Linked DNA regions of Mus musculus: regions 2 and 3 are each linked to region 1. A link is a contact called in public HiCAR-type and HiChIP or PLAC-seq data. All regions are on one chromosome and are shown on one strand. The core of a region is the stretch at or near the end of the contact, and the rest is flanking DNA. Distances in the headings are between cores, read along the strand shown.

Region 1 (4,727 bases), core at 1,134-3,633:
ATATGAAAAGGTCCAAAATATGGTTCCCCCTTCAGTTCACAGACCCCTTTGAGCCTTTCCTTGTGGATGAAGATGTCTCTGTCCTGGTTCATCCTGAGGAGAGGGAAGGCAGAAGCTCATGTTAGGAATACTGGTGATCATCTGGAAAGCAATGAGGCTTCGGGAAGGCAAATGAGACCTCGGGCCACCCTAAAGCTGATGCGGGATGCCAGGCACTGCCAGGACACACGTTAGGAGAGACACATCTTAGAAGAGAGGTTGGGCTGACCTGTGGGGAGGCAGAAGTCTCTCAGAAGAGGGTTCCAGGCCACAGATGTTCAGGAGGAGAAAGCGCTGCCCTTGCACCCTTCTATGGGCAATGTAGGAGTGCCGGTCTGAAATCTGGAAGCTGATTGGAGCAGTCCCATCTCTGCCCCACCTTTGCCAGAGTCTGGGGCCTAGATCCAACCCCTGCGTCCACTTCTGAAGGATGGAGGCTGGGTGTAGCTTTCAGCCATCACCTCAAAGCATAGTGGATAGGGAAAGGAGCTGTCTGTCACGGATCGTTCTGTGTTAGCCACGTGCCAAGGCTTCCTCAGATATTGCCCCATAGAGGCCAGTGAGAGGGTTCTCAGCCCCTGTGAGGAGGACCACAGCTCTGACGTGGAAGCTTGCCCTGTGCCTCCTTCTTCCAAAAGCATGCCCTGTTCTCACCGGCTTTTAACCTTGGAGAGGCAGGTGACCCTACGTTCTCAGGGGAGAGGCAGGTGTCCCCACGTTCTCAGGGGAGAGGCAGGTGTCCCCACGATCTCAGGGGAGAGGCAGGTGTCCCCACGTTCTCAGGGGGAGAGGCAGGTGTCCCCAAGTTCTCAGGGGAGAGGCAGGTGTCCCCAAGTTCTCAGGGGAGAGGCAGGTGTCCCCACGTTCTCAGGGCTGTGCTTAGTAGATGTATTAACCAATTCTCTGAGCCTCACAGACCCTTCTAGAAGGGGCTCAAGAGTTTGCAAATTGAATGAATCAAGCGCAAACTCCACAACAACAAACTAAAAATCAAAACCCAGACAGGTCAGACTATCCAAACAGTAGGGGGCTCTATTCACTCATACGATAAAAGAAAAAAAATTTTTTTTTTCCAGTAAAGATTTGCTATGCCAACATGATTCTAAAAACTGCTCAAAAATAGAATACCATATTTTAAATTTAACATATATTTAAATAATTATTAAAACTTAAATAATTTATTTTTGGAGGGGAAAAAAAAAAAAACCTGCCTAGGCCTGAGAGTGTAACTCAGTGGCTTCAGACCCAGGACTCTCCTGCACAAAAGCCATTACAGAAAAGTCTTCAAAAGTGAGACCAGACCCAGCATTCACAGTATCTGACCAGGGTCAGCCACTGCCAGGCACGAGACTGGGGGGTAATTATCCTAAATTCACAGTAGCAGCTGTGACCTTTGCAGAGGGTTTGGTAAATGTCACCCTACACTGAGTGCTTTGGTCATCATCTCATTTAATCCTCAGAACAGCCCCGTGGTGATAATGGTGGCTGGAAACTGAGAACCTAGTCAGCTCTTCCCCATGCCCTATCTCCCCCCACGCCCAATGGCGCGCCTATCAGTCTTCCTCCAGTCTGTCTGGCTCCAAAGTTGAGACCTTAACCACCCGTCCCTACCACCTCACCATGTGGCAAATTACTTTTCCTTCTGGACTCTCAGTGGTGGTCTGGAAAGCAGCCAAGCGTTTGTAGGAAAGCTCTCGGTCTGAACTTGGAGGAGCTGGGAGTGATTATTACTCGTGATCTGAAAACAAGAAAAAAGGTCTGGGGGCGGGGCACTCTAGTTTGTTCTGAAGTCTGCGGTTGAGTGAAGGCAACCCAGTCATTTCAGCAGAGTGCTATGTTACCACTGATGGGATTTCGGGGAGAGATCCTTATTTCAGACTCCAGGTCTTTACCCCTCTGTTATAGTTCAGAGCAAGGCTGAGAGGGAGGGAACTTAGATTCTACGCCTGGCTTCTTTTCTTAGATGAATGAGGTCTTCTTCAGCCTCCTCGAATCTTCGTGCAAAGTTCAGGTTATTTGCTTGGCCTCCGTCAGAACTCATATAGGACAGGTCTGGTGTTGCACTGGTGGGCAGGGCAGCACCGTATGGGCGTGGCAGTGCAGACGCAGGGCTTTCTGTGGAGACCAGCATTTTCCTCAGAGCGGAGCAGCAGGCAGGCCCCGCAGAGAGGAAAGCTCTGCAGAGGGATATTTTTGAGACTGATGCAGAATCCTAAGTAGTGACGTCCCAGTGACTCAGCTGGTGGGTGGAAGTGATTTTCAATAATGACAGTATCACCATGTCCCTCCTCCCACAGTGTCTCACATCACCAAAGACGTGCGCAATAGCCCTGACCCCACTGACTCAGCTACTGAGCACCGCAGGAAGAGAATAAAGGGAACAGGGGCGGGCGGGCGCCTCACAGGCTGTCCCTCTGAACCGTGCAAACCATTTTGCATGTGGAGAGTAATGCCTTCCTCTTCCTCAGAAGCAAGCACAGAAAAACAAGGGTGGAAAAGGTCACCTTGTCCGTCTGTCCTCCAATTGTAAAACAGTCCTCCAGGAGTTAAGTGCTGCATAATTATAGCCACCATTATCAGGAAGAGGCCACTTGAGTTAATTAGAAAGGGAAGCCACCCAATTGCAGTTAAAAACATGTGGAGCTTGGTAGCATTTTTGAGAGAAAGAAACTGCAATGCTTAAATAGAGCCATTTACAGATGTCTTTTCAGACAGAACAACAGGAAAATCAGCTTAGCTAAGAAGTGTGGGTCATGGCCGATGTTTGGAGCTAATGAGTGACTGAAACAGTGCCTGTCACCAAGGCAGTCTTGTGTCCTTCCTGACCTCGGGTGCCTTCAGAGGTAAGGGGTCAATTAAGGACTTCTCTGGGGCTTGTGAAGGATTGTAGTGACCTTAGCAACAGTTAGCAGTGGGAGGAAGGGAAGGGTAGCTTCCTAGGAGCCGCCTTCTCATGAATAAACATGAGTTTGTCTTAGGGCTGTGTTGGAATAGAGATGCCAAGTGTGGCCAGAGTGCACCGCAGGAGCCAATGGCTGCAATGGTTGGAGGCTTCCGCTTCACCCCTCATCTATGCCGAAGTCTGGGGCTCCTACTGGAGAGCTGGAACCTGGAGGTTTTCTTTAATGGGCACTGTATTGAGAAGCATTTGGAGTGGGCTGGGGCAAGGCTCATTGTGCTTGATGCTCTGGATTCTAGCCCCACGGCCGCCACCCAACAAACCATTGAAGTCTGGAATTAAAAATAAGGTTCGGATCTTGCTGAAAACAAGAGTTGTGTGTGGTGGTGAATATCTACAGCAGCAACACACACAGGCGCCTCAAGTTCCACACCAGGAAGAAAAACGCCCTCTCTCCCTTCTCCTTTTCTTTCTGTTTCTTTGAACATTTATGTTAGAAAACTCAAAACTGTAAATTTTTCCTTCTTAGAAATGTACATAAATCCTTGGAGACCCTATTACCATTTTGTCAGCTCTTGGAAATGTCTCTTAAACTGGCAGAGGCCTGAAAAAAGTGTGGGACCCTCAGAGCTGCAGTTATAGACAATTATGAGTGGCCTGATATGGGTACTGGGAATCAAACCCTACAAGAGCAGCCTATGCTCTTAACTGCTGAGCCATCTATCCTGGCCTACATTCTTTTAGTTAATATGAAAAAAATCTGTCTGTCTGTCTGTCTGTCTGTCTGTCTGTCTGTCTGCCTGCCTGCCTGTCTTTCAGGATGGTCTTAAGCTCAATCAGCAGCCCAGGTTGGTCTTGCTCTCCAGTTCTTCCCACCTCCTCTTCTGTTTTATAGCTATGTGCCATCATGCCTACCTTCTTTTTTTTTTTTTTTCTTTCTCTAGACCATGTCACTGGCCAGGACTCCTAGGTAGAACAGGCCGGCCTAAAACTTAGAGCAATTCTCCTTCCTGCCTCTGCCTTGTGAGTACTGGAACTAAAGGCATGCACCACAGTGCTTCACATTTGATATATTATTAAAATTTTGATCTGCTCCACTCCTGAGTATATAAGCCAGGAGATTGTGTATATGCGCCCACAGAAAGACTTTCATATCATGTTTACAACAGTCTGTTCTTGGTAGCAGAACTGGAAACAACCCAAGCAACTTACCAAGAGGAGAAAGGATAAATGAAATGTACATCTATATGACAGAATGCTATTCTGTCATTAAAATCAATTAGCACCATGCAAAATAACATTAGTGACTCTCAAAAAACAGTATGCTGCTCCAAAGAAGCCAGACAAAAAGACAACACACAGTGATCTACAATAGCAAATTAATCTACTGTAGAGGAAGTAACTAAAAGGCGTGCTTTCCGCATCAGGAACAGGAGGAGCTGAGTACAGTGGGCAAGAGGGGCCTTGGAGATGAAGGGCATGACCTATGTCTGTGTGTGCATCATGGGTGCACATGTATGTGCAGGTGTGCAGAGACCAGAGGCCACCCTGGGATGCTGTTCCACAATTGATGCCTACCTTGTTGTGTTTGTCTTCTTTTCGTTTGTTTCCTTCCTTCCTTCCTTCCTTCCTTCCTTCCTTCCTTCCTTCCTTCCTTCCTTCCTTCCTTCCTCCCTCCCTCCCTCCCCCCCCCTCTCTCTCTTTCTTTCTTTCTTTCTTTCTTTCTTTCTTTCTTTCTTTCTTTCTTTCTTTCTTTTTGAGACAAAATTATGGCTTGAAGTTCATAGAC
Region 2 (4,727 bases), core at 1,425-3,924, 240 kb after region 1:
TCAGGATATCACAGGTTGCCCTGATAACGTGTGGTGTGCAATCTTTATGCCTTCGTGGAGCATTAAAACTTTTAATTAAGGAAAACCTGGCCTTATATGCATGAGTCCTTGTAGGTCATTCCCCTGCCTGTCTGTGTGTTTATAATCATATCAAGAAGTTAATGCAGATTGGATGAGCTTTGGATATTTTCCAGGAACTTATTTAGTGTTTTTAACTTTTTAACAGGCTAAGAGGGATGCTAAGCGGATGTCTGCAAGAGAAGTGGCTATTAATGTTACAGAGAATATTCGGCAGATGGACAGAAGTAAAAGGGTCACCAAGAACTGCATCAATTAGCAGTGCCCGGATCTGGAGGCAGATGAACTTCTTGGTGGAGTCTAGTCAAAGAATCCTGAAGAAGTTGATGTCACTCGATGAGTGTGGATGCCTCTGAGTGACACACGGCCACCCAACGCTGTGACGAACATCTCGGTTTCCTGTTTATCACATATAGAAAATACATCGAAAAGTCCTGAAATATGTTCATAGATTGCCAAAATGTGGTTTGTTTTTCCCCTCTGCAGCTTCCGTAGCATGGTCTGCTGTAGCCATGGTGACTGGCACAGAAAGGCTGGAGTAACGGAATCCCTGTCAAGGAGCTCACACTCGTGCAGAGCTTTCTCAGTGTGTGGTTGCAGACAAACTCCTTCTTTCCTCCTTTCCTTTTAAATACGGCCACCACAAAATTTACTGTTTTCACTTAAGAGCTGGCTCCCAGCCAACTCTAAATCCAGAAATACAAGAATCCAAAAAACCAGAGAGACTTGGAACGAGCTGAATCAGTCCCAGCTTCACGTGCTGGCTCCCCGGTGCCTACTCGGTGTCTTTGAGAGGTGTCTATGAGACACGCACATGCACACGCGCGCACACACACACACATACCTGTTTCTCCTCTACCTGGAAAGGACTCCCAGGCTAGCATCCAGGCGTTGGCTTCCAAACCAGAATGTCACATGCCTGTGGCCTTTGCTCCCTTTGGGACCTAGCTTCATGTTGCTTTTCCCCATAGCTTTCCAGTTCCCTATTGTTCTGGTGGGCTTTGTACCTTCAGTCAGGTGGTCATTTGCAGCTGGACACCACTCACAGGGGGGAAAGTGACCTAGGAACACATGGTGGCACACGTGATACCCCTTTGGCCCTTCTGTACACAGCCCCAAGGACCATGTTATTTTTGGTATCTGCAGAGTAATTAGTTTGGAAAGCCAGAGGCTGGTTGATGTATATTCCTGTTGACATAGTCTAACAAGGCACTCACTGTATTGAAAAACAGGCACCAACATGGTAAAGCGATGCTTTGATAGGAACCCTTCCCCAGCATTCCTAAGCACACCTTCCTGCAGAGTATGACACAGCATGAGTCTGAAAGGACTGTTAACATGCTTGGGCTTATTAAGGTCCAAGTCATATCAAACTGTACCAACAAACTCACATCTAGCAGCAATAGTAGTCTGGCGGCATGCTTACGTGACAGTTCAAGAGAAGTCACCCAAGCGGATTAAGATGCAGATGCTCACTGCTGTCTCTGACTTATTTCTCCAACACAAGTAGAACTGTAGACTGTATGTTTATTAGTGTTAAGATTCACTGCCAACCTTGTGCCAGCTACAGTAACAGTCGCAGAGGGATTTGGAGTCGGGAAGTCACGACTGTACTTCTGACTCTGTGAGGAGGCTTGGTACTCAGGAGACTGACACGGACCCTGTGGCACAAGACCAATGATTGCAGTGGAATCTCACACTTAGGTAAAGGTAGCTTTCTGTCAATCACAGATGTATGTCTTCTCCTTTGCCGTATACACCACAGTTCCCCCGCCACCCCCAACCTCTCTCATCTTGACTCCTTGTCAAAGGGCTTTTAGGGAACTTCATGTTCTGACAATTTAACTAATAAAACAAAAGCAAGCCCCGTGACTCCTGTGTCCTCAGCGGCATTGCTGGGCAGGAGTCCTTCCACAGGGTTGGCCATGGGTCCAATCCTGCAAGCTCAAGGGCTTGCGCTCCAGGGCATGTGCGCTGTGTTTTGACATGCTGCTTCCCCAGTTGATGCTATCGGCCATGGGCTAAGGCCGGCTTCTCTTCCCAACTCTGTGTTTGCCTCAGCTCATTGGAATTTACCATCTGGGAAAGTTGTCTCTGCAAATACAGAAACACGTTCTCACTCTGCGAGGAGAAGGGAGGGAGGGAGGGAGGGCCTGTGATCTGGCACACCATTGAAATTTCCATCTGGCAAGTTTTAAATGTGTGTTTAAAGCAGGAACTGACTCTTACTATCCTAGTGGGATAACACTTTCCATTCTGAAGTTTGTGTCAATAAAGTCATTAATTTCAAACATATGTGAATGGTTACAGAGGCTCTTTACTGGAACCTTAAATCTGTATGCACAGCTGGTTAGAATTTTTTGAAACAAAGGCGTTTCACATAAGTCAAACAGCCCTATGAATTAGATGAACTAGATATGGGGGCTGCAATTAGCTCTAACTTACACTTACAGAGGGATTTATAACTTTTTAGCCAGGAATTGGTGACCTGGGATGCCAGATAGGAATGTCAGCCAACGATCAGTGCTTCCTCACCATTCCCGTACCTGACTCAGAATGTCCAGCATAGTTGAAACAGATATCGAGAGGGAGAACTGTCTCATACCCTGAAACTGAGCCAACCCCAAGCTTAGGAGGACAGGGGATGACTGGAGAGGGCTATGATTAGAGAGCTGGGGCCAGCCTGGGATCACTTAGCCTTCTGGACAGGGTAAGCCTGGCCTTGTATGAGAAGGCTCTCTGGGTTAAGGTCAGGAAAGAAGTTCATAATTGAGGAAAGAATAAACTGTCCTTATAATAGGTGTCTGGGCCTAAAGATTAGGAACTGAGGGCTACCTAGGTTGCAGCCAATGCCCTGCATTCACAAGATGTTCCTCTAGCTGCCCGTCTCCCCAGTGCACTCAGACCTATTTGACCAACTAACCTCCATTTGTGGCCGCTCCCCAGTGTCACAGAAAGACCTCTCCTCCATATCTGTTTCTCTAAGCAGGGTCTCCAAGGAGGGGCTGTTTTGCTGAAATCAGATCAAAGGCATGGTTTATTCAGCTGCCCTGCTGTACAAACATTGGAATTCTATGTACATAGATCCAGCAGGCACCCCTCACTGAAAACTCCATATACATTCTTTCCTTCTCTGCCAATCATACATTGATTTATAATAAGCACTGCACTTGTGAGTCTCCTTTTCCTCCTGCTGCTTAGAATGTGGAGGGAAAAGCTGCAGACATACTGGTCCATTGGGACAGTATGTCACCTGTCCTTGGCAGTGGAGCAACCAAGCTATTTGAAGCTATGCCAAACGGAGCAACAAATCGGAAGAAGACGGGGTTCCTGGTTCTATGCAACCTCCCTGAGCCCAGAACTGTACATACTTAGGCCATCTGAAACCAAGAAATATACATCTGCTTTATTTAATCTACTCTTACAGGTTACAATTCATCAGCAAACCTAATTCATTTTCTCTTGAAGAACTGGAAGGTCTTTGTCCCTGGTCCCTTGGTACCAAGTTTGCTGGAGCTGATGTCTGCATATCTAGAACTGGTGCCTGCAGACCAGTGTGACGTACATATAGTAACTCCGCCTTTGTCACCTGCCTGAGGTGCATGGCTGTGCAACCCCTCTCCAAATATCTGGTTTTCTTGTTCTTATAAGGGTCTTTCAAATACAGATTGTCCCTCATCATTTCCACAAGTCTGGGAAGTAGCTAATCTTGGAGAATTTCTCTGAGGAGGTAAGTTGCAAGTATGATCCAGTAGCTAAAGGTATGCGCTTATTCACTTTCATGTACTATATTTATTAAAAAGTTTTGATGTGCCAGAAATTGGAAATTATTGCATCTGTCTGTCTGTCTATTTATTGTTTTTATTGTTCTACTAAAATATTATCTCCTCAAGAGCAAGGGCCATGTCTACTTTATTGCCAATTTCTAGTACATTAAAGCTTTTCAAAAAATATAGACTGCATTTTGATCTTATTTATGCCCCCAACTCTCTCAGATTCCTTTTCCACCCCCTGCTAACCTCTTCTTCACTACTACCCTCCACCCTCACCCCAGTTTCTTGTTGAAGTGTCTATAGTGAGATTATTCATGCAGCACTCTACAGTTCCCGTCACTGGTGATAAGAACATTTCCTGCATCAGTTTAGAGAAGGTAGTTTCCCTGGGTTTTATCTCCTTCTCTCAGGAGGAAAAAGAGTCAGAGCTTTACTCTTAGAACATTTTCTAAAGTGCTGTTAGGTCTATTATATATTGCTATATGTGTGGATGTTTTTGCCCGATGTATGCCTGAGCTACCTGGTATCCTTGAAGGCCAGGAGATGTTGGTTGAATCTGCCAGGAAGGAGTTTATAGGTAGTAGTGAACTACCATGTGCATGCTGGAAATTAAGCCCAGTTCATCTGAAAGCGTACATCTGGAAGAATCGCCAGAGCTCTTAATGCTGAGGTGTCTTTTCAGTTCCTTCCTTGCTTTTTGGGGCAGTCTCTCACCTACCCAGGGCTTAGCAATCAGGGCAGGCTGTCTGTTCACCGAGCCCTAGGGATCTGCCTGGTTTGCCTTCTCAGCACAGAGATTACAAGCACAGGCCACCATGCCCAGCTTTTAATGTGGGTGCTGGAGATGGAACTCAGGTCCTCCTGCTTGCGAGCAGG
Region 3 (4,727 bases), core at 968-3,467, 180 kb after region 1:
TTCTCTTTAATCATCTTGTACTTCCTCCCTGTGCTACCAATGCAGCACGGCCAGTGGATTGTGACCCCGAGTCCTCAAACCTCCGCCCCCTTCACCCAGAATCTTTCTTACTGCTTTGCTCAAAGACAGCATAGTTATGTAGTGAAGGAATCCGACTTTAACTGCAGGTAATAGTTGTGTGACCTTGAGCCACACGGAAGTCTCAAGGAGACTTATGGAGCTATTGAGGTCTTGGCTATTCTGGGCTTTAGTTCTTCCCTTGGTGGGATGGAAATCTCTGAAGAATTAACCAGCCACAGGGATCCTCAGAGTCTCACCCAGGGCTCCTTCGTTTCCTCTTCTCAGCCTTGTCTGGGCTCCTTATGCCAAGTCTTGGATCACCCTGCTCCTCGGCTTCCTATACCCCTATGCCTGAGCTACTGGGCATTGCCGAAGAGGGAGTTGAGTGACTGTCTGTGCCTCTTGCAGTCTGGGAGGTGCGTGTCTCACTATCTCCCAGCAAGCCTGTTAGCTCCCTATAGGCAGTCCCCAACTTAGAGCTTCAGTGCTAGGTACTCTTTTTCTCTGAATACCAAAAGAAATCAAATACTTGCTGTGAGTCCTCGGATATTGCCTCCTGTGACCTGTGTAAGAAAGAAATCATTATGGTCTGTTTTCAGTATGAGATGCATTTAGAGCTTGCCAGTGATTCAGATGAGCCTAGTAAAAAAGGCCCCTGCTTTCCCTGGCTAAGTGGCTGGCACCTGCTTGCCTGGTAACATTTTATTTTATGCTCAAAAGTTACAGACAGGCTGGGCGGTGGTGTCCCACACCTTTAATACCACCACTCGGGAGGCAGAGGCAGGAAGATTTCTGAGTTCGAGGCCAGCCTGGTCTACAGAGTGAGTTCCAGGACAGCCAGGGCTACACAGAGAAACCCTGTCTCAAAAAACCAAAAAAAAAAAAAAAAAAAAAAAAAAAAAAAGTTACACACAGACCAGTGTGCGGCCGTGGTGCATGCCTTTAATCCCATCATGTTGGAGGCAGAGACAGGCAAATCTCTTGAGTTAAAGGCCATCCTGGTTTACAGATAGAGTGCAGGACAGCCACAGCTATGCAAAGAAACCTTGTCTTGAGAGGAAAAGAAAGTTGCAGACAGTTTGCCACATAAGTGCACCTGTGTCAGGAAGAAGGGGGCATTTCAAGCCCCAGAGGGTGAATTGAAAAGGTTGGAACTTCCATTCCACCAGTGTATGGGGAAGAAAGGGCAGGGATAGTTTGTGATCAGGAATGGTAGAGCTCTGATTTGTGCCATTGGTTCAGGCTGATCACTCATCACCATCAGGGTCCACTGAGCTTCCATTGTGACCCTTGGCATTTATTTTCTTGTCACAGGGAGAATAATATCCACCCCCGCCCATCTCTTTGAGACAGGGTCCCACTGTGTAGACCAGATTCCAGATTGTCCTTGAACTCACTTCGTAAGTAAGTACTGGACTAACAGGAGGACTAACAGGAGGTATGCAACCCTCAAGACTAGCAGAGAGAACAATCGTAAATGCAGGTCAAGTCCTGTTACTTTCTGTCTGTATTTTCTGATTGTGTTCTTTTCTTTTGTTTTCTCTTCCTTTTCCTCCCTCCCTCCCTCCCTTTGCCCCTCCTTCCCTTTCTAAATCCCTTCCTCCCCCCACCCCCACCCCATTTCTCTTCGGCTGTCCAGGAACTCCCTCTATAGTCCAGGTTAGTCTCAAACTCCGAGATACACCTAGCTTTGCCTCCCAAGTGCTGGGATAAAAGTGAGCACTACTATGCTGGGCTTGTGGACGTTTCTTGTGCAGGGCCATGTTCCTGTCAACCTGGAGGCAGCTGTCAGGGAAGCTCCAGTTGGCAAATTTTAAGAGCTCACTGCATTCCCTGTGGAAGTTTCAAAATAAAAATTCCTTGCTTGTGGGCTTTAGTACATGAGGAAACCAGAAGGTTTGTAGAAAATACCAAGGCTGTTAGGAAAACTGGTTGCCATAACAACAGGACATGGCATTGGTTACAAAGAAGCTGCAGTGGCCTATGCACCCTTCCTAGGAGGGATGCGGGTTTAAGGACTTTAAACAACAAGTGTTTCTGTAGCCAAGGCCATGTTCAGTCATTTCCTCTGAGAGTCCCTTTCCAGGCAGTCAGGGTATAGCCAGGAATCAGACCTGCTGGTGGGGCTGATGAGGGATGAGTGCGCACGCGCACGTGAAATGCAGCCACTGTCTCATGAGCATGGTTTGCACTCGCTGTGTGCCTCTCCAGTGCCAAGCATCCCATGGTTACTATGTAACCAGTTATTTGCATCTTTCAGATGGCAGAGGCAAAGAGGCGATGCTGCCTGTCTACATGCATGCAGGTTGGAAGAGGCGGGAGGGGTTTAGAACGCAGGCCAGTCTCACCTGGAACCCGGTGGTCTTTCCTCTATGGCTGCTACTTCTGCTCCTCATCTCTGTTTACCTATGACAGCTTTTGGACTGGCCCCCTCGCAGCTCCATGCCAATGCCTTTCAATTGCTGGAAGAAGTTTTGACTCAGCTGGGATTCTCTCGGAGGGTCATGACTCGCCATTGCCCACTGTGAGGGCAGGCTGCCCACCGAAGCCTTGCTCTCCATCCTTGTCATCCCTGCAGGGTCTCCCCACTCAGCTCAACCAGAGAGCTTAGGCTGAGGCTCTGGTACCACTGCCTGTGCCCCAAACACCTTCCATTCCTGCCCCCACGGCTTAGTCACAAGCTCCCTGTCAATGCTGCTGCTGCTGGCTGTGAACTCATGGAGACCAGAGGCTGTAAATGTCTGTAAATGCTAGACAGTAATTATTCTAGGCTTGAGTACCACACGATTTCTTCGGTAGTTTCTTAACTTCTCATTGTTCAGTGCCAGCTCAGTCACAGACAACTCACAAACGAGCCTGTCTGTGTTCCAATGACAATGCTTGCTTTTAATTTTAAAATGTTAACTACTTTTTATTCCCTCTCTCTCCTCTCTTCCTCCCTGCACTGTGTGTATATATGTGTGTATGTATGTGTATGTCTGTGTGTGTATATGTATGTATGTATATATGTATGTAAGCATGTGTGTATGTGTGAGTGTGTGTGTGAGTGTGAGTGTGTGTGCAGGTGCCTGCAGAGGCCTGAAGAGGGTATTGAACCCCATGGGTTCAAGAGTTACAGATGTTTGTGACATGTTTGCTGTGATCCAAACCCTGGTCCTCATAATAGAACAGCAAGTCGTCTTTTTTGTGCCTGAGACACTTTTCCAGCCTGGTTTTAAATTTTAAGTTAACTTTTACTTATTCAGTGTGTGTTTTGGGGAGCAGGGGTTAGAGGGCAGTTTGTGGGAGCAGGCGCTCTCCTGTACCATATGAGTCCTATGAATTGGATTCAGCCATCAGGATTCCACATCTAGTGGCCATCCTGCCAGTCTCCTCTTGTCCTAGATGGATCTTTGGTGTTATTAAATCTCAGATTCGCTGACTTTGAGGCCAAAGTAAGTAATAGAATATAGAAAAGATAGTGAGTTAATCTCAGTCCTCAAAGATACTTCTAAATACCCTGCACATACCAAATGGTCAATGCTGTGAATGACTGAAGAATGAGTAAGTGATATAAACTTATTTCTCACTTGGAAGGAAGTTTTACTTTTCTTTTCTGTTTTTAAGAATTGGTTTTTATAAGCTGGGCAGTGGTGGCACACGCCTGTAATCCCAGCACTCAGGAGGCAGAGGCAGGAAGAGTTCGAGGCCAGCCTGGTCTACAAAGTGAGTCCCAGGACAGCCAGGGCTACACAGAGAAACCCTGTCTCGGAAAAAAAAAAAAAAAAAAAAAAAAAAAAACAAACAAACAAACCCAAAAAACAAACAAACAAAAAAGAATTGGTTTTTATGTGTCTCTGGCTGGTCTGGAGTTCTCTATGTAGACAAGGTTGGCCTCCAAACTCACAGAAATCTACTTGCTTGTGCCTCCCAAGTACTGGGATTAATGCATGCGCCACCATGTGTGAACGAAGGAAGTTTATGCAGGTTGCTAATAACCTCTGATTAGGATGCTAAGAAGTACATGTTAGAGACTATTACTCACATCATGCTCTTCACTGGTGAGACATCACATGGGGCACCACAGTGGGGCAGGGGTGCCCAAAGATTAATTCCATCACCTTTTTTTCTCTCAAGGGAGCTCTCCCTGCCTTGGGCTCCAGGGAATGGTGGACCTTTCTACTCCTTCAGTTCAGGCCACTGTTGACTGATAGCCTCAAGGGGAGCTGCTGTGGCTGTGGCTGTGGCTGTTTTTCTAGGTGGCCTTGACTCAGACAGTCTCCTCTCTGAGTGTGGAGTATTGCTTTTTGCCTGTGAGAAGAATCCACATCACCCCGTGTCCCTCCGAGCTGTGCTCACCTTTCCTTCACTGTCAGCCACAGCCACAGGCTGGAATGCCAAGTTGGGGGATTTTAGGAAGTCACTCCACGTCTGGTTGGTTCTGAATCTGGGTAGTTGATGAATAAGGTTCTGTTCCAGGGTTTAGTTTTGTGAATTAGGTGTTTCTTTGCAGAAAGGGGGCTGCCAGCCATTATGCAAGGCTTCAGGAAACTTACCCAGTGAATGCCCTAAAGAACTCACCATTTAAATAGACACCGCAGAACATTCTCACCACCAAGAACCAGAGGGTTCATGAAAGCCTGGGCTCTTCAGACCTGTGTTTTTCTGTTTTGAATATGAATTAAAAA

Evidence for each region. HiChIP or PLAC-seq counts read pairs in DNA pulled down with a chosen protein or histone mark. HiCAR-type assays count read pairs that join an accessible place to other places.
Region 2: a contact with region 1 is called in a CTCF HiChIP or PLAC-seq map of the NIH/3T3 cell line, with 16 read pairs. The contact joins two enhancer-like sites. A contact is called at or near these places in 1 of 15 datasets of contacts at CTCF or cohesin (the NIH/3T3 cell line), 3 of 484 Hi-C or Micro-C datasets (the N1E-115 cell line, bone marrow-derived macrophages and embryonic fibroblasts), 8 of 115 datasets of contacts at active chromatin or transcription factors (bone marrow-derived macrophages, craniofacial prominence, embryonic basal ganglia and 5 more) and 1 of 9 other capture datasets (embryonic stem cells).
Region 3: a contact with region 1 is called in a HiCAR-type map of astrocytes, with 5 times the contacts expected there. The contact joins two enhancer-like sites. A contact is called at or near these places in 1 of 15 datasets of contacts at CTCF or cohesin (the NIH/3T3 cell line), 8 of 484 Hi-C or Micro-C datasets (CD8 T cells, the HPC-7 cell line, bone marrow-derived macrophages and 5 more) and 18 of 115 datasets of contacts at active chromatin or transcription factors (CD4 single positive thymocytes, the NIH/3T3 cell line, astrocytes and 11 more).

Annotation. Positions count from the first base shown.
Region 1 is chr15:38,708,033-38,712,759 of GRCm38.p6, forward strand. No RefSeq gene overlaps it. Among named protein-coding and RNA genes, the nearest start is that of Gm45924, 18 kb to the right of the region's middle. Within about 2 kb of position 2,384, at least 264 of the 459 cell types and tissues checked have an H3K27ac peak or open chromatin away from gene starts, as enhancers often do. A contact at or near this core is called in the NIH/3T3 cell line, astrocytes, craniofacial prominence and 3 more, where this site is marked.
Region 2 is chr15:38,948,892-38,953,618 of GRCm38.p6, forward strand. It overlaps Baalc (brain and acute leukemia, cytoplasmic), which reads left to right. Exons shown (of 2, transcript NM_080640.6): 2 at 227-2,373. The coding sequence ends at 337. Among named protein-coding and RNA genes, the nearest start is that of Baalc, 17 kb to the left of the region's middle. Within about 2 kb of position 2,675, at least 88 of the 459 cell types and tissues checked have an H3K27ac peak or open chromatin away from gene starts, as enhancers often do. A contact at or near this core is called in the NIH/3T3 cell line, craniofacial prominence, embryonic fibroblasts and 2 more, where this site is marked.
Region 3 is chr15:38,888,559-38,893,285 of GRCm38.p6, forward strand. No RefSeq gene overlaps it. Among named protein-coding and RNA genes, the nearest start is that of Baalc, 43 kb to the right of the region's middle. Within about 2 kb of position 2,218, at least 33 of the 459 cell types and tissues checked have an H3K27ac peak or open chromatin away from gene starts, as enhancers often do. A contact at or near this core is called in astrocytes, where this site is marked.